Regions from separate parts of the Mus musculus genome. Here all the other regions are linked to region 2. A link is a contact called in public HiCAR-type and capture Hi-C data. All regions are on one chromosome and are shown on one strand. Each heading gives the region's core, a stretch centred on a gene start, on an enhancer-like site or on the middle of the called end of the contact. The rest is flanking DNA. Distances are from core to core; before and after follow the strand shown. Region 1 holds the start of Nek7 (NIMA (never in mitosis gene a)-related expressed kinase 7). Region 2 holds the start of Crb1 (crumbs family member 1, photoreceptor morphogenesis associated). Region 3 holds the start of Lhx9 (LIM homeobox protein 9).

Region 1 (4,122 bases), core at 748-3,247, 760 kb after region 2:
AAGTTTAATACTTTGGACATCATATAACACCAAAAGCATTCTTTCTAGATAAAGGCTTTGCAGCCACTAAGCATGTATGAGCTGACTTTTGCCCAATTTGACCCTCACTCAGTGTTCGGTAAGTATAGTGTTTGCTTAGCAGTGTTTGCTTGTAAGTATAGCTTGTACAGACTATTCAGCGTGTAGATAAATTGGCAGTGTGCTTAAATCGGGGTACCTATCAATCTACATTTTCTAAACTGGTAATAGCAAAGCGAATAAGAACAAGCTCTGATCCATCGTCTGGTACCTCGGGTCTTTTAGTTTTTCCTAAAGTTATGCCTATGCATGGAGTACCACTGTGGCTGATTTGGTGTGATGTGACCTATGATATAGGCCAAATGCCAACTTATTGGCTTCATCCTAGCTTCCTCTCATATAGCACATTCAATGCAGCAGAAAACCTTGTTGGCTCTATCATGGAAATGTATCTGGGGTCTGTCTGGTTTTGCTAGCATTCTGGTCTAAGCCTGATCAGAATGTGTTACAGATACCATTATGTTTCCTTTTAAACTTCCAGTTTCTTCACCCTCCACTTTATTCTTCACAGCTCTGTTGTCTCTCAACTTACACCTGCAATGAATTTCCATTTCATTCAGAATAAAAATTAAGAGTTCGAAGTTCCACATCTGATAGTTCACCCTTTCTTACTCCACCAGCCTCTCTCCCTTGCTCACTAAGTTGGATCCTACCTGCATAGGCTTACTGGCTGTTTCTCCAACATGGCGAACCCATGCCTGACAGGGTAACCTTGCATTTCCTGGGTAAAACAGTCTACTTCCTGACAGTCACATGGCTCCTTTTCTCACATCTTCAGGTCTCTGCTCAAATTCCAAGTGACTTTCCCTGATAAACATGTTTAAAGGAGCACTCACACCCCGAGCTTTGTTTCTCTATGAAATAGATATAAAAGACATTAGGTAATTTGGACTTCCTCACTGAAGCTAAGTTTTATGAGAGCAGGGCTCTTGCACGTAGCTGATTGTAGAACTCCACCTGGCAAATCTGTACCGATTAAGCACTTGCCCCAACGTCACCTCTTGAAATTTAATTTTCTTACTAAAATTAACGTTTGCATTCTTTTCTAATTATATTTCACATACTTGCATTCGTGTGTGTGTCACATTGCAGTACGGATGTCAGAAAACAATTTGTGGGTCCTGGGAATCAAACTCCTGAGTCATCTTGCTGGCCCAAACTTTCTAAATCTTGCTTCTATTGTTTTAATCCATTTGAGCTATAATACCGCTTTTTCTTGTTGTTGTTTTTTGGCTCTATTCCCTTGGCAGGGGAACGAAACCAGAAAAAGGCCTACTGATATCAAATGGTTAAGATCTGTGCTCAAGCACGCTGTTGTATGTCATCGTCTGTTTCTAAGGAGAGGCGTTAAGGCTGACTTCCAAGAAAGACCACGATAAGTTAAGCGACTGGCCACTGAATGATTAGCATCTAGGTATGACAGACTCTACACTGCCTCCTAGCTGTTCGCTCCATTCGTTCAAATCTGGTTAGTGGAACAGTAGGAATCAAAGCTTTGCTTTTGAAAAGCTCCATGTACTAGGGAGAGACCCATATTGCAAATATGTGACGTGTAAACGAATTTATCTAATGTAATATTTTTGTAATGCCACTTTGTGAGTGTGCCTGTATCCCAAAGATTCTGCATACCTACCAACTAGTTCAACTTTCGGAAGGGTCCTGAAAAGCTTTCTTAAAACTGGGACGCTAAAGTCTAGATTTGCTTAGCCAGACTCCGGGAAAACTCTCGTTTGCCTGCACTGACACCATGTAGAGGCAGCTTAAACTACTTGGTAAGTGGGATCAAAAAACTCCGATCTGGAGGCAGGGGTCGACCGCCGTAAGCGAGGCACACCCCAGTTCTCGGGAAAGTGGTAGCGTGGGCTCCGGAGCAGGGTGCGGGCGCGGGGAGGGGCCTGCGGCGGCCCGCCCTCTCCTCGGGGATGCCGGGATGTTTACCCTCCTGACAGCCGCGGCCGCCGGAGGAGGAGCGGAGCCGGGAGGATGGGCCGCCGCTAACCTCGCAGTGGGAAGCGCGGGCCGAGCAGGGTGGGAGCCGGCGCCTGCAGTGGCGCGGGGAGAGGCGATCGGCCCCGGATCCCGCAGCCCTGCAGCCCGCGTAGACCGAGCTGCCCCGGCGCCCCGGTGAGTATGTACGGCCCGGCCGGGTGGGGCCGGTGCGGGGAGCGGGCGGGCCGCGTGGGGCCTCGGGCTCTCGTGCCTCCGAGGACCGCCCGGGACGCCTGCAACTGGCGGAGCGTGGTGCAGGCCGCTGGCTGCAGGAGCTCAGAGTCCGGGCGCTTCGACCCCAGGAAGCTCCACGACGGTGGTGGTGGCGGCAACAGGTCTCCGGGCTCCGACAGGAGGAACTCCAGCGAAGACCCGCCTCCGGGCTGAGCTCATTGGTCACCTTGGCTATTTACAGCTCGAGGATTGGCTCAACCGATTCGGCTGCAGCCCAGTTTAGAAAAGTGAAGTTCACGGACCGGGGAGTCAGTCGAGCGTGAGTGGTGGGGTAGTCAGGTCGAGGTCCGATTGAAACCGATCCAGGGCTGGGATGCAGCAAAGTATGAGCTGAGTCCCAGTGGGGCGAAGGTGAAGTTAGGCCGTGGAAGATGCTGCTAAGCAATGTCGATAGCCTCCGCCTGGTGCTAGAGGCCTTGGAAGACCCACAAGAGATACATTTATTGACTCACATACTATACTCGAATAGCCTAAGTCTTTGCCCGCGCTAAACACTAAGAATATATTTACTTTAAAGTAAGATATGTTTTGTGCCCTTTACAATTCTGGTGATGGAACTGAATATAGCAAAAACAATCTAGAGATGTAAAGGACTTTTTTTTCTTTTTGAGATTACTAACTTTAAAGGTTGTAATTGGATTCAATGCCCGCAGTTTATAGAGCATTATTAGGACCACTCTTTAGTTTCTCCTCCAAGGAATCTGCAGTTCCCGGGAGGAACTGACGTTCATGACGGTGTGCTTTGATAGAGTTGCTTTACAGAATAATGTTCCGAATAAGCTTATTATAAATCTGTTCTCTTCTAGACGATGGGATGTTGATGTGATCCAAGAAAGGTTTAGTACTCATACTCAAAAATTTATAGTTTGGGACAACCGGACAAACTCTGAAAATGATGAATAAAAGATAAAGCCTGCAGTGCTTTGTAGCATTTCTCACTAGTATTCATGGCTGCAGTATTTCGTGATGGCCAGTGCACTTTATTGAACTAACATGCAACCTAAGCAGTTATTTCATCTTCACAGCTATCTGCCACCACTCCGAGAGACCCGGACCATAATTTGCTTTACATCCCAAACCGTTGCATCTTCTGCTTCGGCTGGCGAGGGGTAGGGGCGTGTGGAGGGAAACTTTACTTCTTAGAGGGTCAGAAAAATGGATGATGAGAGGAGGGCCTTTGGAGAAAGTGCAGAAGGGACAGACTCTGGGGCGGAGTGGAGGGGAATCTGGACCCAGTGACCATGCAGTCCTCAGATTCCACAGTAAGGTGGGAGTCCCCGCCCTTGAGGGCACTGACAGCCATTGCAGCCAGTGAACGGCGAGGACACCCGGCCCCAGCTCAGGAGGGCGGGTACTTCCTACCGCTGCCCTGAGCTAGGCGAGGGAGGCCAAGTTTGTCTGAGGATGTGGGCCGGTGGAAAGAAGGGTTGAGAGGCTCAGTCTTGTGAAATTACTGCATTAAAAAATAGAGGGAGGGAGCTCTGGTTTTCTTTGAGCCCTGTGCTGACTTTCAAGATTCGGGCTCAGGTTGAAGTCACCGCTTCCACCGAAACCATAGGAGATAAGAAACGAACCTGGTCAGCAAATTAAATATAGTCCGTGACTGACTGGGGCTTTTGCCCGAGATCGCCTGAAACTGAAAACCAAGAACTACCAGAAGAAATCTCATTAGACACATTTATGGCAGCTTGGCAATTTTAATACGGTTAAGACAATCATTAGCTTAAATTGACAAGACTGCATTTTCAGACAAACAGACCTATTTTGTAATTTGAAGTTTATCTGGATAATACCTGTCTCCCGCCATTCCTTTCCCACAAA
Region 2 (4,149 bases), core at 661-3,160:
TCATTGCAATGAGCATTTGCAAGTGAAGACATGTGGACAGAGAGATACACTGTAGGACACACTATGACCCACTACAGCTTCCATGATAAGGTATTTTCTATCCTTTGTTTTGCTCTCTCTCTCTCTCTCTCTCTCTCCCTCTCTCTCTCTCTCTCTCTCTCTCTCTCTGTGTGTGTGTGTGTGTGTGTGTGTGTGTTTATTTTGGGGTTAAGACTACAGTTGTGGAGGGCAGATATAAGGAGATGGGGAGTTTGAGCAGTATAATGCATTTTTTAATGCCCATTTTAGTTTCTGAATAATAGACATAGACCTGGTATTTTTACTAACAAGCTGCAAACCTAAGCTGGGCAGGCTCTGAGCTATTCTAACCCTTTAAGCCATTTACCTCCCTGTCACAGGCCCCATGTTACTTGCAGTTTGAGTCTCTTCCTGGCTTGCTCTGTTCATATGAACCCTCACAGCTGCTCTCTCACGTCGATCTCATGACAAATCCTTTGGCGACCTGCTCATCATGGCTCCTCCTCGACCTTTTCTCGTGGCCACTTTTTCTCCTTTCTCATTGCCCTTCTCCTCTCTCTACCTGGGACACACACACACACACACACACACACACACACACATCAGAAGTCCCACCCTATTCTCTTCTGCCCAGTAAATTGGCTGGCCAGCTCTTTATTGACCAATCAGAAGATGATGGAGACGGGTGATGCTTCATAAAAATAATACCGAAGTCCAAGTCTGTCCTGTCCTCAACTCTCTCCCTGGTATAAAAACCAGCATTTGAATAATACAACCTTTACACAGTACACAGAAAGATCATCCCTACATTGCAGGACTAAGGTTTATGATGTGAAAAGAATCATAAAAACGTTTTAAAAAAATGAGCAATGCAATTAAAAAAAAAAACGCAGAACTGAAATGTCTCACCTTCTGCTAGTTCAGGTTCCATGCAAAAATTGTTTTGTACTACATGTTAATTGGGTTTTTATAACCCAACCAATGAGCATAATTCTCAGACCCTGTGGAATATGAAATTCTGAATGCATATTTGCCATTTTGTAATATATATTATATATACATATACATTATATATACACACATATATTATATGTACACATATACATTATATATGTATATATATATATATATATATATATATATATACAGAGAGAGAGAGAGAGGGAGAGAGAGATTATGGTCTTTCATATGTAAGCAGAAAATATAAAACCTTCAAAAATAGATGCTGCAGCATCATTAAACATCTAACTGAACTCTGAAGATTTACACAGAATCAGTTGTTTTAAGCGACAGAGCCAACACTTGTTATATAAAAAGCATAGACATGTACTAGCATAAATACCAATCAAAAAATTCAGCATTCCATTTTTAGTTAAGGGATTTCTTTTGCCCTATTAATTTGCATAAGTTAATGATGTTAAAAGGTTAATAAATCCAAGAGGATGTAACTTCATGAGCAAAGTGTAAACACTTGAAAGAAATATTACCCCCATGTCTCTATAATTCTAGCCACTGTTATATGATAGCTTATTTTTTCTTATAATTTTTCTACCCTATCAACAGCAAAAGCACTACTGAACTGTCATTGTAGGGTTTAGAAACAGAAAAAGTTACTAACCTGTAAACAGAGTTTTGAAAGAGAATGTAATTTACAAAAATATAGAGTGTTTCTTTAAAAGTAGCCACATCAGAATAATCACGTGCCAATACTGTCAGAAGAAATTAATTTCTCTATTAGGAGCAATCAAGGACCCTATCCTAAAACAAAGCCTTTCCAGGAGGCATTGTTCACGGAAGCCTGAGGGGGACACGAATCCAATCCAGGCTGGAAAAATCTGCTCCAGGATTGACTGGTTACCGTCTTCCTGTGCCTGTAAGGTGCTGTGAAAGAGAAGTGCTTTCTGATTCTCTGTCTGTGGAGGAGCCCTGGGAGGGGTGGGACAGAGATGGCATCCTGGCTCTCTGAGGCACCTGCTCTTCTCTGAACCACACAGGAGTCAAGAGCCAAACAGGGATAGCTTCAGCAGCACTTCAGAGGGTGTTCTCTAAGTAAGAACATGAAGCTCAAGAGAACTGCCTACCTTCTCTTCCTGTACCTCAGCTCCTCACTGCTCATCTGCATAAAGAGTAAGCCCTCCCCAGTTAGCAATGCCCTGCCTCTCTTCCTGGCTTAGTAGATAGATCTCTTGCATACAGTTCCAAGGAAGGATGTGTTTGTTTCTTATAGGTGTTAGTAAGTGCTCTTGTGGTTAAGATAGCGCTTCTGGTCCAGGTTTTAGGAATTACAGTAAATAGGTTCTCAGGCTGTTTTATCTGTTGACTGAAAAGCATAAAACTGAATGAAATAGCCAGGAGGAAACAGATTTTTTTCTTCATTCTTTTTTCTTTTTTGTATTTGCACACTTGTGAAATAGTTTGTGGCACTTTATAGTTGATCTTTGTTAAAGAGATGTTACTAATAAGTTATCTTGGCTCTTATTCTCATATGCTATGAATTTGTTTCCATATGTTAATAATTCTTGCATTGCAACACTTGTTCTTGTAATCAGAGGGGCGGTCTCAAGGCTTCCTAAAGGAGAATGGTTAAAACTGTACTTTTTCCCAGCACTAGAGAAATAACCATATAGTTGTGTGCTTCTGTCTGATAAACAAAGGCATCATTTTTACAAACTTCCCCAAATATAAACAGGAGTGACGACGCCTCCCACCCCCACCCCTGATAATCTTGTTATGTTTGTGGCAGTCTCAAGAATCAGGGAGAATGGCCCCAGCTGTGTGTTTATGAAGGACCATAGCTATTGTACTCATTTAAAAAGAAGACAAGGAGAGTGTGTGCCTGTCAGAGGGGCCATGTGATTTACGGCTGTTGCATCTGAATATCAATACGGACAAAATAAGGAGCAGCTGTCTTTGTGTGAGACCACTAGCACCAATACAGTGGTGGGTAATCTGGGTAGTGTTCTGTCACTGCAACAGTGCTATGAGGTTCTAACTGGTACGGTTTACAGCTGGACAAACAGCCGAGATTAGGTGAAGATACAAACAGGTCCTCTTGCTAGGCAGCTGGGACAGCCAGAAAAGCCCAATCAAACTTCAAATAAATACTAAAACGCTCATCATAAAGCACATGGAGGGAAAAAATTTTCAGAGATGTATTGGATAAAGAGTTATAATTTTAAAGTTGCTTATCCTCTTTCAAACTTATAATGGGTGGGTTCCAAGTAACATGCAGTGGGTGAGAGGTACCTTACCTTGAGATACACAGTGGGAGGATACACACAGAAGGGGGACATAAAGTGAAAAATGATGCCATTTTCTTTGTGGCAAAGAACTTTGTCACTTTGTGAAATACTCATTAAATTGTCTACAGTGTTCTTTAGAGCTCATATATGTAACTTCTCAAACATGTAACTGTGTAAAAGAGAACATGCATAGGAGCATACACTCGCTTTGTTTCATTTACTTTACCAGTAGACTCTAAACACATATTTGTAACTACTTCATTTATTCTTCAGCAAACCTTGTTTGTTTGTTTGTTTGTTTGTTTAAAGTAGTAAATTTGAAACTTCATTTTATTGAGCTTTTAAGCAGACAGGGAGCCTTTTATCTGTGTTATATTTGTTGCCAGGGAGTAACAGTGTTGCCTTTGTAGTCAGAACATTTAGTTTACACTATTTGGGGCAGTAGAGTTTCAGTCAGTGACTTGGGTCTGCTTGGATCCAAACACACTATATAGGTCAGGCTAGCCTCTTACTTGTGACCTCTAGCCTCAGCTTCCTCAGTGCTGCAATTACAGGTACGCCCCACCATGCACCCAGTAAATTACATTTAACATTAATTACCTTTTTGTGTGATACCAGAGATCAAATCTAAGCGTCCCATAAGTGCTAAGCAGGTGCTCTTCTACTAAATTCCTTCCTCGTCTCTTTCAAGTTTTTAATTTTGAACAGGGTTTTACTAAGTTCCAAAATGGCCTTAAACTCACTTTGTAGTGAAGTTGGGCCTTGAACATCTTTCTGCTGAAGGTCTGTCTCTAGAGTCTGTATTCTCAACCGATATGTACTATTCCCATGTGGTAACAGTATACAATCAGCTCAGAACACCACAAGCACATAGGAAAACTTGGTGATT
Region 3 (4,299 bases), core at 1,065-3,564, 530 kb after region 2:
GCTTGGCCCAAACTTATGACTTTTCCTGAGAGTTGTTTTTAAGTTTTCCTTCATTTAGTTTTAGGGTTTTGTTATTATTGTTATTTTTTAATGCCCTTGCTGGACAGAGCAATATCCAACATCCAAGGCCAATTCCAAACACTTCCATCTGAAAATGGGGAGTGTTTAGGTAGAGTGGACCCCAGTCCTATATTTACATTGGGCTTCTAGCCTCCTTGGGTTAATTGACTAGTTCCTTGGGTAGACCCCTCCTCTTCCTCCTCCTCCTTGGGCTCTGAGTCAGTTTAACTGCTGACTTGTAAGAAGGCAATCTGCCCCTTTGTGAGCAGACCTGCTGTCTCTGAAAGGGCCCCTGACCCAGCCCCTCCTTGAGGCCCTTCTTGTGTGCACGTGGGTTTAGAGAGCTCATTGATTTCCATCCAAAGGGGCTAATTACATTACTTACAGTAAATAGCCGTCCTGCTGTCAGGTAGGGCTGCCAAAATGGGGAGGGGGGACTTCTCCAGCTTAGTTCACTTGATTGGCTTCATTTTTTTTGTGTGAAATTGTGTTTTATGAGCTGTATTCTGGCACCCAGAGGACCCTAAAAGCGCCCACTCTGCAAATAACTTTATTTTGACCCAGAAAGGGGAAAAGGTGGGGAAATAGTGGAGACTTGAGTTTCAGGAAGAAGCGACCCCAGGAGCCCCAGAAAGTGAAGCTTTGGGACAGGAAGTTAGGCTGCAGCACTGGGAGTCGTTTCCTCCTCTTCATTTCTTCTCCGACTCTTCCTTCCACTTTCACGTCCTTCGCTCTCTTCTTCCTAAGTCCCCCTCTCATTCACACGGTTCCTTTATTCTCTTCTTTCTTCCTTTCCTTCCCTAGCCCCTTTCCCCAGCTTCTTCTCCTCAGCCTTCCTTCCAGATTGGGTTAAAGTTCCACGTGGAGCCGCCTGGGTGGAGGGAGGCGGCGGTGCCGCGGGGTGCTTCTCCAGCTTTCTAGACAGAAGCCCCGATGCTCGCCCGCAAGCCCGAGAAGTGGTGGTGAAGCCGAGACTGGCGAGCAGGCAGAGAGGAGCGGGAGCGGCCAGGCTTTCTTCCCTTTCGGATTAAGTTCCCGTCGCTGCTCCTGGCATCACGATCCTAGGACTCCCCCCACCCCCACCCCGTGGTCGTTTCAGTGAATCCACAATATCAGAGTATTGCGGTATTGTGGACACGTTTTAATGGGTCCAGAGGGAGGGGAAGGGCCGAGCTAACTAGAACAGAGGGCGACAGAACAATACCATCTCTTGTGAGGAGCAGTCTGCCATCCTGCCTGTTAGTTCTCACTTCCCCGCCTCCACCCAGAGCCTCTTTCACACCCTTCTAAGTGTGTGGAACACTAGCGGCTATTGCCTCGTCGTCCTACCCTAGTCGGGCATCCAGCTCACCCAAGACCTGTGCACGGTGACAAATTCCAAAGGGGACTCTAGAATTCCAAGTTTACCTTCAATCTAGAATTAGGTAAAAGAGTAACCCGCTCCACGGTCAAGGTTCTGTTAAGTATACAGTCTACAAAAGCATGTCCTGGCCTGTACACTCGAAAAATTTACTATATATATGTATATATATATATAGTAAATATATATATTTCCAAAAGTATTACTCAGAAAAGTAGGCTCTCCACGCCCCTTTTTCACTTTGGTGGACGTCTCAGAGCCTGGTGGCACCGCCTGCCCTCGGGGAGGTTAGGCAAGCAGACAACTGTCTGAAGAGTGCTTTTAATAAGTAAGTTAAGAAGAGATGGGGAGCAAGGGAGCATACATTAAAAGTACCGTTTCCGTGGAGTGATTCAAAGTCTGTGGGGTTTTTATACATTTCTGGTGACAGTCTTGTAAAACGGGGATTTAAAAAAGTCTGTAGATGAGAAGGAAACTTAAGGTTTGGAACTGATCTTCTGTGCACTCCTGGCTGGGGTCGGATAAACTAGGATCAAATCCAGGATGCGGACAATAAGGGCTCCTTTACCGCTTTGAAAACATGACTGTTGGGAACTCTTGGAAAGATGTATGCTTGAGGGTGTGTGTGTGTGTGTGTGTGTGTGTGTGTGTGCAGGCGCGCATGTGGGGAGGGGGTAAAGACCCCCTCCTTCTGCCTTTCCCCCAGTCCCCCACCCCTTTGTAATGTTTGTCCCTGCTTGCCCATCACCAGGGGGTTGAGAGGAGGTATGACAGGTCTTTGTTGTCTGAATAAAAATCCGTGGCAGCTCCAGGGAGAGGACTCCTCCTACTAAATTATCAAAAATGGGCTGGCTTTAGTCTCTTAACAAATTGGACACAGCTCCGGCTGGAGCAGTCCCCAACGCAACCTACAGGCACTGGGAACTTGCAGGCAGCCGGGGACCGCTGAATCTAGCACTTCGTTCTCTTTCTTTGTGTTCAAAACTATTTTTCTTTCTTCCTTAGATTTTGTTTTCCTCCCCCCCACTTCAACCCCCCTCGGCAGTTGTTTTCCATTAGTAACTCGATCTCTCGCTGCAGTTAGAATCGCCTGCTTTTCCCTCCGTCCGCGTTTGTTTGTTTTCTGCACATCTCCTTCTGGAAAACCCTGGATATCCCCCCCCCCCGCCCCCTTCCCCGTCGTTCTTTTGCCTCGGTCTTTTCCCTCTCAAGTAGAGCTATTTCTACTCTGTCGTTTTCTTCTTTCCTCTCTTGTCCCTGTTCCCCAACGCGTCTCTACGCTTCTGCATCGCGCAGCCCTGTGCGGTCGCTTTTGCTTCTTCACTCGAATGAACTGAGAGCCCCAGGCGTGTGTTTATGGAAATAGTGGGGTGCCGAGCCGAAAACAATTCGTGTCCTTTCCGCCCCCCAGCCATGCTCTTCCACGGAATCTCCGGAGGCCACATCCAAGGTATCATGGAGGAGATGGAGCGCAGATCCAAGACTGAGGCCCGTCTGACCAAAGGCACTCAGCTCAACGGCCGCGACGCGGTAAGGACCAGTCCGGGCGCGGCGCCCGGGAAACAGCGAGTCTCCCGGTCCGCCCAGGTTGGGGATGGCGGGTCCCGGGGACTTTTGCCTAGGGATGTTCGCAAGGTTTTCACGAGAGGCGTGCTTGCTAGGCAAGGTTCCCTTTCCGAATCGAGGTGTCTAAGATGTTGTAGTCCTGAGCTCTCCAGTCTTTGTATAGCAGCTGATCCCGAGCCGACAGGGCAGCGGGCCTTGGAAGGAGCGGGCGTGCTCCCTGCCAACCACAAACTCCAGTCTCCCGCGACCTGGCCGCCAGGCCGGATCCGCCCGCCCCCAGGGCAAGCCTTGGTGCAGTTAATAGGGGGACTACTTACCGGCCTGGCGTCCTTGCCCTGGGATAGAAGACAAGACCTTCAGAGTAGACCTCAACGTTCTGGTCCTTTTCCCATTCTTCGGAGCTCAGCACCCGAAACCAGAGATTGTTAGGGGCTCTGCAGGACAGTTCAGCTGCTCTGGTCGTCACAAAAATTGCGTTTCTCTTCCTTATGGGACCAGTGTATTGGATAGTGGGAAATCAAATCAAATAAAATGCGAAGGAGCGGGTCCCTAGTCTAAAAGCAAGAACATGAGCGCTACAACCTCAAGAGATGGAATCTACTATTGCGGTTCCTATTCGTAACAGCAGTTATTATGTCTTCGTGAAAATACTAGTAACCTAAACATGTCCCCCTTCCACGCACCAAAGGGGGAAAAAACTACAGAAGTCTGCGGAGATGATTCCGGGCAAAGAGTGCTTTGTAGACCCTCTGTATAACAGCAAGGACTGTAGCTCAAACTGACCCGAGAGGGCTCTAGACAAGAACAGCGAGGTTTTGGGATAATAGTCCACTGTCGCTATTTGTATAATTAATTCAGTGAGAATCCAATATCTGAGTAAAGGACGAAATTTATCCTTCCCATGCCCACCAGAATGTAATAAGGGAAGCCCGGACTGTTTCTGCTAGTCTGAGGAAAGGGTCCAGCGGTGAACTTTTTACTTGTAATGGCTACTTTATTTTAAAAGCGGCAACCACATCCCAACTGTGTTTCTCAGAATAAGTTTTACCGCCTTAGCTAGCCTCATTTGGGAACTAGGTCTTAGTTTGGGAATCAAAAATTCAAGATAATTATCTGTGCTGTTTGTGCTGGCTAGAGAAAAGAGCGAGTGTACGGAAAAGAATGGATGGGGCTCTTCTTTCAGGACAGGCACTTCACTTTCTCACCAAGGATAGGGCTAGGGCGACGGCCTTAACAGCAAGAGCTGTTAGGTATGTCCGAATCACAACGACGGCCAAATTATTCTGCCTATATAAATTAAAAAAAAAGGAATT

Evidence for each region. HiCAR-type assays count read pairs that join an accessible place to other places. Capture Hi-C pulls out chosen DNA fragments and counts their contacts.
Region 1: a HiCAR-type map of astrocytes shows a contact between it and region 2, with 2.3 times the contacts expected there. The contact joins the promoter of Nek7 here to the promoter of Crb1 in region 2. A contact is called at or near these places in 4 of 39 promoter capture datasets (cranial neural crest, frontonasal cranial neural crest, hippocampal neurons and 1 more) and 1 of 115 datasets of contacts at active chromatin or transcription factors (astrocytes).
Region 3: a capture Hi-C map of embryonic stem cells shows a contact between it and region 2, with 3 times the contacts expected there. The contact joins the promoter of Lhx9 here to the promoter of Crb1 in region 2. A contact is called at or near these places in 4 of 39 promoter capture datasets (cranial neural crest, embryonic stem cells, hippocampal neurons and 1 more), 1 of 484 Hi-C or Micro-C datasets (the N1E-115 cell line), 2 of 115 datasets of contacts at active chromatin or transcription factors (embryonic stem cells and forebrain) and 2 of 9 other capture datasets (adipose tissue and embryonic stem cells).

What each region holds. Positions count from the first base shown.
Region 1 is chr1:138,617,632-138,621,753 of GRCm38.p6, reverse strand. It overlaps Nek7 (NIMA (never in mitosis gene a)-related expressed kinase 7), which reads left to right and starts at 1,997. Exons shown (of 10, transcript NM_021605.4): 1 at 1,997-2,202.
Region 2 is chr1:139,374,837-139,378,985 of GRCm38.p6, reverse strand. Crb1 (crumbs family member 1, photoreceptor morphogenesis associated) reads left to right here and starts at 1,910. Exons shown (of 12, transcript NM_133239.2): 1 at 1,910-2,145. The coding sequence starts at 2,076.
Region 3 is chr1:138,840,459-138,844,757 of GRCm38.p6, reverse strand. Lhx9 (LIM homeobox protein 9) reads left to right here and starts at 2,314. Exons shown (of 5, transcript NM_001042577.1): 1 at 2,314-2,950. The coding sequence starts at 2,777.